Linked DNA regions of Mus musculus: regions 1, 3, 4 and 5 are each linked to region 2. Evidence: chromatin contacts called from public HiChIP or PLAC-seq, Micro-C and promoter capture Hi-C data. All regions are on one chromosome and are shown on one strand. The core of a region is the stretch at or near the end of the contact, and the rest is flanking DNA. Distances in the headings are between cores, read along the strand shown. Region 1 holds the start of Slpi (secretory leukocyte peptidase inhibitor). Region 2 holds the start of Tomm34 (translocase of outer mitochondrial membrane 34). Region 3 holds the start of Wfdc2 (WAP four-disulfide core domain 2). Region 4 holds the start of Ada (adenosine deaminase). Region 5 holds the start of Pigt (phosphatidylinositol glycan anchor biosynthesis, class T).

The links. Promoter capture Hi-C pulls out the DNA fragments that hold promoters and counts their contacts. Hi-C and Micro-C count contacts between places; a contact is called where the count stands out from the background. HiChIP or PLAC-seq counts read pairs in DNA pulled down with a chosen protein or histone mark.
Region 1: a contact with region 2 is called in an H3K4me3 HiChIP or PLAC-seq map of the 230-238 cell line, with 8 times the contacts expected there. The contact joins the promoter of Slpi here to the promoter of Tomm34 in region 2. A contact is called at or near these places in 12 of 39 promoter capture datasets (3T3-L1-derived adipocytes, the C10 cell line, the HPC-7 cell line and 7 more), 2 of 484 Hi-C or Micro-C datasets (the C10 cell line and pre-B cells), 6 of 115 datasets of contacts at active chromatin or transcription factors (the 230-238 cell line, bone marrow-derived dendritic cells, embryonic stem cells and 2 more) and 2 of 9 other capture datasets (adipose tissue and liver).
Region 3: a contact with region 2 is called in a Micro-C map of embryonic stem cells, with 2.2 times the contacts expected there. The contact joins the promoter of Wfdc2 here to the promoter of Tomm34 in region 2. A contact is called at or near these places in 5 of 39 promoter capture datasets (the 3T3-L1 cell line, cranial neural crest, embryonic stem cells and 1 more), 2 of 484 Hi-C or Micro-C datasets (both in embryonic stem cells) and 2 of 115 datasets of contacts at active chromatin or transcription factors (astrocytes and forebrain).
Region 4: a contact with region 2 is called in a Micro-C map of embryonic stem cells, with 2.5 times the contacts expected there. The contact joins the promoter of Ada here to the promoter of Tomm34 in region 2. A contact is called at or near these places in 1 of 484 Hi-C or Micro-C datasets (embryonic stem cells), 1 of 115 datasets of contacts at active chromatin or transcription factors (double positive thymocytes) and 2 of 9 other capture datasets (adipose tissue and liver).
Region 5: a contact with region 2 is called in a promoter capture Hi-C map of neural stem cells. The contact joins the promoter of Pigt here to the promoter of Tomm34 in region 2. A contact is called at or near these places in 11 of 39 promoter capture datasets (the 3T3-L1 cell line, 3T3-L1-derived adipocytes, the C10 cell line and 7 more), 1 of 484 Hi-C or Micro-C datasets (nephron progenitors), 4 of 115 datasets of contacts at active chromatin or transcription factors (bone marrow-derived macrophages, differentiating embryonic stem cells, memory CD8 T cells and 1 more) and 3 of 9 other capture datasets (adipose tissue, liver and pancreatic islet).

Annotation. Positions count from the first base shown.
Region 1 is chr2:164,355,137-164,357,836 of GRCm38.p6, forward strand. It overlaps Slpi (secretory leukocyte peptidase inhibitor), which reads right to left and starts at 1,371. Exons shown (of 4, transcript NM_011414.3): 1 at 1,052-1,371; 2 at 315-476. The coding sequence starts at 1,136.
Region 2 is chr2:164,069,902-164,072,601 of GRCm38.p6, forward strand. Tomm34 (translocase of outer mitochondrial membrane 34) reads right to left here and starts at 1,268. Exons shown (of 7, transcript NM_001291155.1): 1 at 1,012-1,268. The coding sequence starts at 1,138.
Region 3 is chr2:164,561,412-164,564,157 of GRCm38.p6, forward strand. Wfdc2 (WAP four-disulfide core domain 2) reads left to right here and starts at 1,305. Exons shown (of 5, transcript NM_026323.2): 1 at 1,305-1,393; 2 at 1,897-2,040; 3 at 2,646-2,746. The coding sequence starts at 1,315.
Region 4 is chr2:163,748,941-163,751,640 of GRCm38.p6, forward strand. It overlaps Ada (adenosine deaminase), which reads right to left and starts at 1,299. Exons shown (of 12, transcript NM_007398.4): 1 at 1,119-1,299. The coding sequence starts at 1,151.
Region 5 is chr2:164,496,170-164,498,869 of GRCm38.p6, forward strand. It overlaps Pigt (phosphatidylinositol glycan anchor biosynthesis, class T), which reads left to right and starts at 1,356. Exons shown (of 12, transcript NM_133779.2): 1 at 1,356-1,588; 2 at 1,697-1,874. The coding sequence starts at 1,390.

The DNA.
Region 1 (2,700 bases), core at 121-2,620, 290 kb after region 2:
TCACCTTTGTCACCTCCTCCCAAACACGCCTCCTGAAAGAGGACCTGCTTCCTCGCTACCATCTAGCCTCCAGCCAATGCAGGGGACCAGCTCTCCAGCCCCGAAAGGGCCGAATGGTTGTAAAGCCATCATCCTCACAGAGTGGCAACTGCAGGCAAATGGCTCTTCCTGCCAATGGCAGCAAGAGGCCTTGACTAACTGACATGTTGGACCCAACAGCTCTTAGAAACAAGGATGCCTGGGAGGGACTCTTCATTCACTCTGGGTGGCTCTTGACGTTGATTGTCCCCTCTCTGTTTTCTCTGCTGGCTCACCTGGTTTGCGAATGGGAACAGGATTCACGCACTTGGAACCGCAAGCATCTTGGCAGCACCTCTGCTTTCCCGGGCACTCCCAGTCAGTACGGCATTGTGGCTTCTCAAGCTTAAGGCACTGGGCAGGCTTTTTAGCAGGGCAGGCTCCGATTTTGATAGCATCTAAAGAGAAGCTCAAGATGTTAGGAGGGTACGGACTATCATCATTCCTAGACGAAGGTCCACATCTCAGAATATAGACCCTCATTCCAGTGGCCCACAACTTCAAAGAGAAATACCGGGCTGACCTAGGGAGGAAAAGTCAGACTTGGTCAACCAAGACATGTGACCAGGAAAAATCAGACTGAGGATAAAAGGTACCGGGCTCCCAGTCAAGGTTTTCTACCTCAGGGCTAAGCAAGATCTCACAAAGACAGAAGGTGGGAGCAGGAATAATGGAGACCAAGAGAAATAAATAGGAAGGGAACTAATATGTGAGATGCTGAGAACTAAAGCCAGAGACAGAAACAAACAGAAAGGCTAAAGGGCAGGGACAGAGCTGTGTGAGACCTGAGCTGACAGGATGGCTGCATAAGAGGAGCACCTCTACATGCCTTGAAACTTCATCAAGACCTCAGACCCCAGCGAGACACAGATGTCGCCCTGAGGTCAGAGTAAACTGAAAAACAGCCCAAACCATCAGGAGCCCCCACCTCTGATACTCCAGGCAATGTTGGACCAAAGCAACTCCAACTCACCATTTTTGCCTCCTTCCACAGTCCAGGGTGCCAGGATCCCCAGAGCAAGGAGCACCGTGAAAGGTAAAAGGCCGCAGGACTTCATGGTGAAGGCAGGGGAGCTCTGATGACCAGTCCCGAGGATCACTATTTATGTCTTTACCAGGAGGCGTGGCCCCAGTGGCATGCATTTGGCCCCTCCCTGTGGCTCTTGCACAGGCAGGAAGCTTAGCCACAGAACAGGAGTCTTGCTGCTACAGAAGTAGGTGGCAGACTTTCTGTTTCAGGCAGGACCATGAGGCCATCAGAGTAACCACCTGAGAGCTGAAAATGACAGAAGCTGTCTTGGAAGTTATCAGCAGAGGGACATTGCAAGTGATCACCTGAGCCCTGAGCATTGTGAAATCCCAAGACTATTGCTCTCACTAGTAGAGAAGAACCAGTCACAAAAGGGTTACCCTAACCTGAAGCTGAGACATCACACGTGGACTCTCGGCTGAAACTCTGCCATACACCTCTATTTTTTTTTTTTTTAATGTTCCTGGACTTTCTGGGATTTTGAAACTCTAACCTATTGCTCAATACAAATTCCTTCTCGAGATGAAGATGACGCATGGCTCAACCAACTGATGTTGATTTCTGCCAAATCATTTGCACCGCTGTTTGCCCGGTGCCCATTCCATGACTGGAACCTGGAAAGCAATCCCTAAACAAATGAAAGTTACACACAGAAGGGCCTTGCCTTCAGCCAACCTTGTTGGAGCTCAGTCTCTTAGTCGTGAAACAACTTGGGACTGGTTTTAAGATTAAGGGCTTAAAATGACCCTTAAAGTAATGAATGAATTGCATCAATGGCTAATAGAGATCACTGATGCGGACTGGAGGAAAGAGACAGGGCCTCTTACTCATCGCTGCAATCAGCGTGGAGCTGTGGTGTCCTTTGACTTGTTAAAGGAATTCATTCTTCCTACCCCTAAATCCTCCACAGGCTTCAGATGTCAGCCAAAAACTATGGCTGCCATGCATTCCGCCCACTATGGATGCTCCCTGGTGTGTGTTGATTGCATCCAATGATCAGAAGAGATATCGTTCTCTGTAGACTTCAACCCAAGATTCCCTTCCTACAAATCCCGAGCCTTCCTGCAAATCCTGAGCCTTACGTCAGCATCGTGGCACCATCTCTGTAGATTCCATATTTGTGCATTTATACCATTTGCCTCCTCTGTCTACCCCCTCCAATCTCACCCCCCACCCTCCTCCTTCTCAAGTTCTCGGCCTCTCTTGGCCTCTCTTTCTTTAATTATTACTGTTCTGCGTGTATATGAATAGATATACTGATACAACCTACTGAGTCAGGTTAGTGCTGCTCATGTGTGTATGTCTTTTAGGGCTGATCACTTGATATTAGATAGCCAACTGGGCTCATCCTTAGGAAAGACCCCCTCTCTTGGCAATCTTTAAGTACCTGTATTTTATCATCTAGGGGTGAAGCTCCGAGAGATTCCCCCTTCCACCATGGCATGTCAACTGGTATCCAGGTCTTATTGAGGCAGCCATGATGGATGTTGAGATGTCATGGTCCTTGTAATTTTCCCACTTGTTCCTCAAAGGAAGTTTGTAGACATTGAAACAGACACAAAAAGGCTATGTGTTAAGTACTGGGCTCCACA
Region 2 (2,700 bases), core at 18-2,517:
AAAACTCTTCCAATTAGGGGATAAAATCCCAACTCTTTGGAGGGTTTAAAGCACCAACACAATTAAGGTTTTGTGTACTTCCTGTCTTAAATTGTCTCATTAATAGCTTATGCTGCTTAGTGTATCTGATGGGTCTCCGCACCTGGCATGCATTAGACACTCAACTCAGGGACATCTCAAATATCTCTTGAGAAGTTGCCCATGACTTCCTTTCTAAAGGATCCAACCTTATCACATTACTTTGTATTAATAGTTCTAATCTCAGAGGTCTCCTTTACTTACAAATGTAAGACAACTGGCCCCAGGAAGTTCTATCCTTGAAAGGACCCCATCTCGCCAGCCACATTCAGTCAATATACAAAAGTCAACTGAATTTTAAAATGAGTACATGAGGGGCGGACAGGTGCGCTAGCTATATGCGGGGGCGTGGTGGTAGAGGCTGGTGCGGCAGATGGCCCGGGGAAAAGAAAGACCCAGAGGACAGGATCAACACTTAGTCCAGGGCGCCGATGCGGGTGCAGGATGCCTGCAGGCCCGGAAGGTAAACGGGGGAGCGGGTTCCTACCTCGCGCCTGCAGCAGTCGCAGCGCGCGCTCGTACAGCGCCGAAGCCTCGGCGTACTGGCCGTTGCGGAAACTCTGGTTGCCGGCTGCGCGGAGCTCTTCCACAGAGTCTGAGAGTTTGGGGGCCATCCCGGGAGGCCGGCAAACAAGGACCACCTCCGTTCCCCGCCGAGGAGTGCGCAACAGCTTCCGGGTGGAAGCAGCGGATGCGTGCCCTTAAGGCCCGCAGCCGACTGGCCTGGGGGTGGTGGGGGGTGGTGATGGTAGACCGGGCCGCGGCTAGGCGGCCAGGGACGGAAAGAATCGCGGGGTCAAGCCCTGGGAGGGCCTGGTGCGGCGGCTGGACGCGGGGAAGGGAAAACCAGGGAGGCTGGGCCAACGGGAGGCCCGGTGCGGGGATGCGGGTGGAGGACGCAGGCCCGGAGGGAAACGTGGGGCGGGTTCCTACCTCGCGCCTGCAGCAGCCGCAGTGCGCGCTCGTACAGCGCCGAGGCTTCGCCGTACTGGCCATTGCGGAAGTTCTGGTTGCCGGCAGCGCGGAGCTGTTCCACGGAATCCGAGACTTTGGGGGCCATCTCGGGTGGGCTGGGAAACAGGGAGCAACGCACTTCCCAGCTAAGTGGTGCGCAACAGCTTCCACCCGGAAGCTAGGGCTGCGTGCCTTTAAGGCCCACTGTGGACCGGCCCTGAGGGGCGGGGCCAGACGAGGCGGGGCTAGACGGGGCGGAGCTAAGCGGCCGGAAGAGTGGGCTCAAGCCCTTAGCTCTGTCCGGCCGCTCTTCCTTGTCCAGGGGCGGGGCCAGGGAAGGGCGGAGCTAAGAGGGTCGGAGGCGGGGGCGTTGAGAAACAAGGCCTTTGGCGTGAGCTCTGTCTGGAACTCGTGGTCAACAAGTTTGAAGATGGTGGCTGGCACTCCAGTGCTGAAGCGACAGCTGAATCACCGAAGGAGGCAGACTATCTTCCCTCCGTTGGACCTGGGAAGCAATTAATCCACGACCAAGAGAAAACATACTTTTTGTCAAGATTGTTTGTTTTCGAGACAGGGTTTCTCTGTATAGTCCTGGCTGTCCTGGAACTCACTCTGTAGACCATGCTGGCCTCGAACTCAGAAATCTGCCTGCCTCTGCCTCCCAAGTTTTGGGATTAAAGGCGGGTGCCACCACGCCCGGCTCGTCAAGATCTTAATACTATAAAGAAGCAAAGAGCGGGATGATGCAAACGTGTGGAAGTCTAAGGCACCCTCGAGGACTGTATAGGATAGAGTGAGAATGATGAAAATTTTTTATACGCACAAAAGAATATAATGCACTTAAAAAAAAAATTGAAGCAACATAATCCAAAGTTGAGGTCTGCAGTTCCACCACTTTGGAGGCCAAGGACAGTATAGCTGAGCTCCTGTTTTAAAACAAAACCAAGAAAACACAATGATGTTATAGGTGATAGGTTATTTCTCCGTTGCCGATGAAATGAGCCAATTTAAACCAGATTATAGTAAAGGCAGGTTTATTGGGAAGCTGCTTTCGGGCAAGTTCACCGGTCCCAAAGGAGGAGGCCAGGGAAGTCGCCATGGGGACGGGGGTGGGGGGGGGCGGGGGGTGGGAGGGGGAAAGAAAGAAAGAAAGAAAGAAAGAAAGAAAGAAAGAAAGAAAGAAGGAGGGCACTTATGCATAGAGAGAAAAGAAGGGCAGACCAAAGTGTCTGGATTATATAGGGAGGAGCCTCTGGGGGAAGGGCAGCCCAGCCTCTGGGCTTAAAGTTCAGGGGTGGGGGCATGGCATGGCAGGTAGGCACTGAGGGATGCTGGGAGAACCTGGAGATTGGGGAAGGCAAACAATAGGAAATACCCCTGTGGAGGCTGTTAAACCTGAGCAGGCCACAGAGAGCCTCTGAGGCAGAGAATCAGCTGAAACCTGAGATGTCGGGATCAGGATTCCAGAAAGCTGGAAAGCGCCTGGCATCTTGTGGACCATAAAACTTATTTAGTGGGTGAATACAGATGGATACAGATGAATACAGTGAATACACATGGATAACACTGGAGCTGGGCTTGGTGGTGGACGCTTTAATCCCGGCACTTAGGAGGTAGAGGCAGGTTGGTTTCTGAATTTGAGGCCAGCCTGGTCTACATAGCATGTTC
Region 3 (2,746 bases), core at 55-2,554, 490 kb after region 2:
AGTAGACTCCACAAGGAGTCTACTATCAAGCAACAAAGGAAGGTTAGAAAGGGTGAGGAATTTATTATGGAAGCCTATACAAATCCAAACAGGGAGGTTCTTAGAGAAAAGTCTATTCCTGCACATGCCCAGTGTGGTGGTTTGAATATGCTTGTCCCAGGGAGTGGTACTATTTGGAGGGGTAGCCTTGTTGGAGGAAGTGTATCACTGTGGGGGTGGCCTTTCTCCCTAGCTTTCTGGAAGTTAGTCTTCTCTTAGCAGCCTTCAGATGAAGATGTAGAACTCTCAGTTCCTCCTGCACCATGCCTACCTGGATGCTGCCATGCTCCCACCCTGATGATAATGGATTGAACCTCTGAACCTGTAAGCCAGCCCCAATTAAATGTTGTCCTTATGAGAGTTGCCTTAGTCATGGTGTCTGTTCACAGCAGTAAAATGCTAAGACACCCGGTTTGCGCTGCTAAGTTTTACCTGATAATAAAGGGAAGGATATCCTGAAGTGCCAGCGTTGCATAGTCACCACCATAACACTCTCTCTGTTATGTGTCATTTGGTAGGCATCTGGAGGAAACAGAGCCTGGAGGAAGAAATGGAGATCCAAAAACTTTAGCCTGGAACTTCGGTTGGGGACAAGCCTCTGAAGTGGTCCAGCCTGTGCATCACTCTCTAGTCATAGTAGTGAAACACTCTATCCTGCCCCAATGGACTGGGGTAAGAAAAGGCAAAAGAAATGCCCGAGAGAGCTGGAAATTGCACGGGTGTTGCTCCTTCCTGGATGTGTTCCTTGTCAGCTGGCTTCCTTTGTTAATAAGTCTTATTTCTGTAGCCTCCACTACACCAGCCTCTACTAATCCTTGAACAGGGCTCTGCATGCTGTGGTTCATCTGGCCCCAATCTCAGCCATTTAATCCCCAGCATCTTTTGCCTCCTTTTGGCTCCATCACTGCAGCCTTGCCGTTTTCTCCTTAATCTTGGACTCCTGGGGAGTCAACAGACTCTTTAAAACTGATCCCAGGGAGCTTTCAGCTCTCACTGCCCTGCCTTGCCCTCAGGCCTTAGAAAGGTAGGAAGAGAGGGAGGGGTGGACAAGTGTCCGGCTGCAGCCGGCTTGGAAGCTGTCTCGGTTCCTGGTTCCCACCAGAGCCAAGAATGACACCTGATCCAGGGGGATTGTGAAATGGCGTGAGGTGGCAGGGCGCCCGCGCTGCCCGCTGTGCTTCCTACCCGCCTCCTGTACCCCTCACTCGGCCCCGCCCCCCTCCCCGCGCGAGTGCTTAAATCCCCCCCATCCTGGCTGCAGGTCACACCTGCACCATGCCTGCCTGTCGCCTCTGCTTGCTGGCCGCTGGCCTCCTACTAGGGTTGCTACTGTTCACCCCCATCTCAGCCACAGGTGAGTGCAGCCCAGAGTGCCGGAGTCTCAGAAGCCGGGGTTCTGGGACTAAGGTGAGAGGCCAGTGAATATTTAATTTTTGCAACTCTGGGGCCTACAGCTAGTTATCCTTGAAGCTTAGGGTCCGGGGAATGTACTGGGAAGGGGGGAGGGGGAATCAATGAAGGCTTAAAGTTGGAAGGGCGGGGGCTCTCTCAGCTCTGAAAGCAGAGACCTGATGAAGAGGAGCGGGAAACTCCCGGGATGGCGGAAGCTTCCAAGCAGAGGCTCAAGTCCCAGAGGACTGGGGACTTTGAAGCCAAGCATTGGGGAGTTCTCTAGTGTCAGAGACCCCTGGCTCGGGGGTGAGGCTCTCTGGGATGATATTATGGGGGCCCCTGGGCCAAAGAATCCGAAATCCTTGGGGTTGAAATTTGGGGATCTCGGAGCAGGGAGAGGATATGCGGGTGGGACTGGGCTCGGTTCTCCCTGACAAGTCTCTGCTCCCACCCACCCATCCCAAGGCACCGATGCAGAGAAACCCGGCGAGTGCCCCCAGCTTGAACCAATTACGGACTGTGTGTTGGAGTGCACTTTGGACAAGGACTGTGCGGACAACCGCAAGTGCTGCCAGGCGGGCTGCAGCTCTGTCTGCTCCAAGCCTAATGGTAGCCCCGGGGTGACCTGGCGGGGACAGGGCGGGGTTGTGAGAGGTGGGAGCGGCCCGGGTTTGGGTTTGGCGAAGAAGGGCATCCCAGATCCAGGGAGCCCGAAAAGCGGTGGAAACCCGATCCACACGTGCCTCCCTTGTCTGGCCTGGGGTAAATGCGAGGGACAAAGGCGTCACAGAGGCGCGGCCCAGGGGAAGGAGCCCCCCTCCCCCCCATTCCTGGCTGGATTCGATTCTCTGGTGCATGAAGGGCTTCCGGGCACGCACAGCGAGACTTTGTTCCGGGACCTGAGAGCAGTGGCTTCCTAGGCTGGAGTTGGAGGGCAAACCCTGGGTGGCGTCAGTGCCGGGACCCGAGCCTTAGGGACCTGTTGCCCCTTGGGGTTCTTCCCGCAGGGCCCTCAACGGTCTGGCCTAGCAAGACTCAAGATTTGTACCTGAGGGAGGGAGAAATCTTTTGCCACATCCTAAGGTTGTGGAAGTGAGCCGCCAAAATAAATGTTCTCGCACAAAGTTACACCGCCATCCTGTGGCTGGCAGAGGTTCCGTTTCTTTCTTTGACACTGGATTTTCCTCTTGTATCTTTATTTCCACAACCTTTAGGACCGAGCGAAGGAGAGCTCTCAGGGACAGATACTAAACTCTCAGAGACTGGGACTACTACTCAATCAGCGGGCCTTGACCACACTACTAAACCACCGGGA
Region 4 (2,700 bases), core at 49-2,548, 320 kb before region 2:
CAGACCATCAAAAGAAAACTCACCCTTTGATGTCTAAGAGCACCAACTGTGGTCAGGAGCCACCAGACAAGATGTGCAGCAGGCATTGGTTGGGTAGGAAGACTTGCCCTGCCCTTCTAGCCTCTAGCTAGAGGGGCAGAGTGTGTTCCCTATGGTAAGTGCATGGAATACAGGCCCACTGCCCATCTTCCCTCCCGCTCCCTCCATGCACGCATATATGACACAACATGCACACGGGATTCATACGTCTGCCACCCCGCCCCCCACTCAGCATCTGTTTCTTGGAGGGGTAAGTCTAAGGGTGACTGTCTCTGATCCCTCCCCCTGAGTTCTCAGTCCCACACTCTGCTGACCAGTTCAATTTGCCTGGCTGACTAGACAGAATCTGTAAGGGCTGCAAATCTGGCCTTGGGGACCTGGAGTCTCCCTGTTTCCAAGAAGCCACAGCTTGCAGAAAGACAGATAAAGGGTTCTCCTCTGGGGTCAAGGGCTAAAACTTCATCCCAAATAAACCCATATGGCCAAACGGTCAGTATGTGTAGGGGTTCCTCCTGGCACCCTGAAGCCTCTATCCCTTCCTTTTCTGGTTTGGATCATAGATTTTCCCACGGGCGCACCCACAAACCTAGGTTACCTGTTGCCCACAAAGTAATCATAACACTTAAGTATAAAGCCATACACTGAACATTTAACAGCTAGAGACCCTGGGCCCCATTCTACTGGGGCTCAGACACCCAGGTCCTAGCCCAGTCCCACACAGCTGTGCAGCCCCGCCGCACTGGATGCCCATTGGCAGACAGCGAGGCTGAGACCTCCAGGGCACAGGGCATAGGCAGCAGCCGAACCCGAAGGCCGACTGGAGGCACTCCCAGGTTCGCATAGACAGCAGCCGAACCCGAAGGCCGACCAGAGACACCCCCAGGTTCTGGACACTCCCTGCCACATCGTCTCTCGCTCGACATCCCGGAAGCAAGCTAAGGCCTGGGTCGAGGGGAGATGCCTGCGGGAGTCCCCCTGCCACTCCATGCTTCTAGGTTAAAGGCGCCAAAGGCTGGGCCCCGCTAAGCCCCGGGACAGCCCGGGACAGAACCCTGGCAACGGAGCCCCTCGGTGCTTACTTTGGGTTTGTTGAATGCGGGTGTCTGGGCCATGGTTCCGAGCGTGTTCCCGGTTCTCTCCGCCGAAGCTCTCTGGGTCTGCGTTGGCTCGCTGGCAGGGTCGCTTCCCGATGGCTCTCAGAGACCGCGGCCCGCCACGCTCTTTTTTACCGGGCTGCCCCGGCACAGCCCCGCCCACGCTACGCCCACAGAGAGACCCCGCCTTCCGGAGCCACGGCCCCGCCCCCCCCCCCCCCCCCCCGCCTGCAACTCTGGCGCGCATTTCCCGGAATTCTGAACCCCAGACCTTCCCTGCTGGCTACACCCTAGGAAGCTCCCAGGTGAGCCCCCTGCAGACGCGACTCCAATGTCCTCACCTGCCCCTTCCGGGCCCCTTCAGTACCGAGGCTTCCAGTGTTGCTTGGGCGCCTACTTTGTGCAGGCTGAAGCTGGAGCCACACAGTCCTGAAGCCTTATGGGGCTGGATTTTGAGGGATAGACCCACTTGTTGCAGAATCACAAGGCAGAAGAAGTGTGTAATTAGGGAGATTTAGCGGCGACTGCCGGAGTTCACCAGGTGAGGGCGGGTGGGATGCAGAGAACACTGTTGTGTGTGAGAGAGACTCCTGAGAACTAAGTCTCCAGGGTGGCTGGAGACAGGGGGTGGACAGGAACACACAGTTCATCTCTCCTGGGGCAGTTACGCTGGAGAAATATGCCCACGTATCGAGATGTATTTAGAATGCTCACATCAGTGCTGTGGGTAAATACAGTGGACTGGTTTCTGCAGCAATAAAGCCAGTTTCAGCTACAAAGCACAGCACATGTGCTCAGACACAGTAGTGAAAGGGGGGCAGAAAAAAAAATACGCTGCAGAAAACTTCATACTATGGTCAACTTCTAGAACATATAAATAACAACATATGCATCAGGGAGGAGAAATGGGAAGCAAGGGAAACACTCTTAAATCTCAGTCCTGCCATCCCTGGGGTGGGCCATGCTGACTCTGTGGGAAGCCTAGGGCACATGGAAACATCCATTTAATGGTGGTATCCCAGAACTAGGTGAGATGCAATTCTCATCTGAAACTAAACAAACTTACAAATAAAGAGGAGGGGATGGGAAGGGGAGAGGGGAGCTGAGGCCAGCAGGCGAGGTGGAAGCTCAGAGAGATGTCACTGAAAGTTTGTCAGTGGTTTCAGGACAGCATCACACTTCTGTTTGGAAAACTCCAGCTGTTCCAAGTCTAGAAATTTAGCCAGGGAGACTTCACAGGTGAGCTGTTTAGAACCATACTCTAGGTTTGGTGGGATTTTGGGGGCGGGATGCAGGGCTATATTGTAGCAAGTTCCTTAAGTAACTTGTGCGCACCTTGAGGTGGGGATGCCCGGGTGTCCTTACATGAGGGGACAACATGAAAGGAGCTGGAGAAAGCGTGGTACACCAGGAAAGATCCAGGTGTGAGACCGTGGCGACTCTGGGCAAGAGGATGGACTCAGATCCCTGCTACTTGAAAGCAGCAGAATACAGATTTGGGATTCAGTTGTTTGTGGGAGTGAGAGAGAGGGTGGATCAAAATGGTACTTCTAAGACAGGGATGGGA
Region 5 (2,700 bases), core at 106-2,605, 430 kb after region 2:
ACTATGTAGAACAGGCTGGCCTTAAACTCTCCTGTTTTTAATAGAAAAATGACAGACTTTGGAGAAAGGTCTGACAGTTGCTTGCACTTCCTCTTTGCTGCAGCCATCCTACTCCTAAATATTCTCCCAAGGGACATGATAACCTAAGTGTGCAAAGCCACTTGTACAGACTATAATCATCCTTGCCTACTATAACCAAAACTACCAAGCACTCCTTTGCCCATGGAGTGTCTCCAGTGGAGAAACTGGCTTACCCACACAATGTTAGCACTGCACAGCAGTAAATAACCTTATACACATGAGAACACGAGGCCAATCAGCACTGTTTCCCTAGAGATGAGGAAAGGATGTAGAGCCAACTCCCATGAAGCTATGGTTTCTGTCTCTAAACCACAATGTGGTTTCAAAATCATTCCTTTCAGGAAAGAACACACAAAACCTCATACTATGCTGTCATTTACATTTAGTCCTAGAACAGATTAATCTATTACAAGAACACTGGTTGCCTCTACAATGTGTTCTGGAGATAGATGTTGACAGGAAAGAGGCATTAGACCATTTTCTGGGACCTTAGGTGGGACTTTAAGTTTAGGGCTTCCCTCCCAATACACATTGCTATGTCGAGTATGAACCCAAGGTCTCATGCCTACTAGGCACTCTGCCACTGAGTTAGTTTCATCCCCAGCCCCAGTTCTTAGGAACATTCTATATCTCCGTAAGATTTGGAGTTACAATATTTTATTAATTAAAACCCAGGTAATTTTATGAGAAAATTTTGAACGAAACTAAATTTTGACAATGCAGAATACCCATGTGTGAAATTTACTCCGTGATGGAATCAATGCTATAATAGATGAGTGGGCTTGTTGGTGTGTACCCATAGCAACATGTTAATGGTGGAATTAATTTACATGGTTGGAGGAACATGTTTAATAGCTGCTAATTCTTTCAATTTTGCCATACACTCTTATTTATTTTATTATATTCTTTTATTAAGACCACAGGGAGGGGGTAGGACAGCTCTGCCCTCACCGTTGCGGGCTAGGTTTTGAGCCAAGTAAATAGAGTCACTGGACGGTTCTACCTCACGCCTGTAATAGCAGCACTTGGTACCGGGATGGCCACACTGCATATCGAGCACTTCCTAGCTGGTGAAAGCACCTATAGGTGCGCGGGCCCTCAAGCCAGCTCTCTTCCTCCGCCACACGCCCACACCCCTTCAGGCCAGGTCGGCAAAATCCACGATCTGTTGACGGACCTCCGTGTCCCTCCGGTAACCTCGGAGTGGTTTCCGGGACGGCGCCGGAAGTCCTCTCTCATCCGGCTTCCTATTGGATGACCGCCTTTGGTGGGCGCGGGCGATGCTGGGAGGCGGAAGCGGCCGCAGGTATGGCGGCTGCCATGCCGCTCGGTTTGCCGTTGCGGTTACTGGTGCTGTTGCTGGTGGGACGGGGCTGCTGTGGCTGCGCGGAGGGCCCACGCGACAGCCTGCGAGAAGAGCTCGTTATCACTCCACTGCCTTCCGGCGACGTGGCCGCCACATTCCAGTTCCGCACGCGTTGGGATTCGGATCTGCAGCGGGAAGGAGGTGAGTTCAGGACCCCAGGAAAATGTCTGCAGCACCTTGCTCAGTTCCTAAAGAGAGCTACTCAGGGGTGGGGCTTGGGTCGCCGCTCACCTGCCTTGCTTTCTTCAGTGTCCCATTACAGGCTCTTCCCTAAAGCCCTGGGACAGCTGATCTCCAAGTACTCCCTGCGGGAGCTCCACCTGTCGTTCACGCAAGGCTTTTGGAGGACGCGATACTGGGGGCCACCCTTCCTGCAGGCTCCGTCAGGTGCAGAGCTCTGGGTCTGGTTCCAAGACACTGTCACCGAGTGAGTTCCTAACTTGACACCTGTCACAGGCCATGGAGGGGGTGTGGCAGGCAAAGTGTTGTCATCTTGTCATTGGCCTTGGGATCTGCTACTCCAGTAGGTAGCGGTCACACCAAGTTAAAACTGATTTTGGAAGTAAGGATTAATATTACAGGGCTGGAGCGATGCCCCAGTCAGTAAAATGCTTGCTACTCAAGCTTGACGACCTGAGTTTCATTTTCCAGAACCTACATTAAAAGTCGGGTTGCTGCTGCCGGCTTCTAGGCCCATAACTGAGGAGGTGGAGACAGGAGGAACAGGACTGCTGGAAGCCAGTATGCCTGAATCAGTGACTTCCAAGATCAGTGACAGAAGTACCCCCCTACACACACACACACACACACACACACAAACAAAGTACAGAGGGAATAAAAGAGACATTGGTTGCTGATTTCTGGCCCTCACAGCTATTTGCATCAGTATGCATGCACATACAACATGAAGAAATTACATTATTATTGAGTGAACATCGTCTCCTGAAAACTTCCAAGTCTGAGGTACTACATGCATTTCTCGAGGCAAAGAGTAGGTGGTTGGTTCCTATTATTGGGATATAAGGTCACAGATAATTGGCAGACTAGGTGTGTTGTTTTTGTTTTTAAGACATTTGTTTGTATTAAAAAAAAACAAACAATACCCATGCCTAACAAAACATTTGTGGGATAGCAGTGGGCTACAGGATGGTCTTTGTGAAATAAAGCAAGAGTTTCACTTTAAAGCATAATCAAGTTTCTAGCTGTTGTCTGTGAACTACAGAAAATCGCCCAGTAGCTGCTGTGATCTTCCT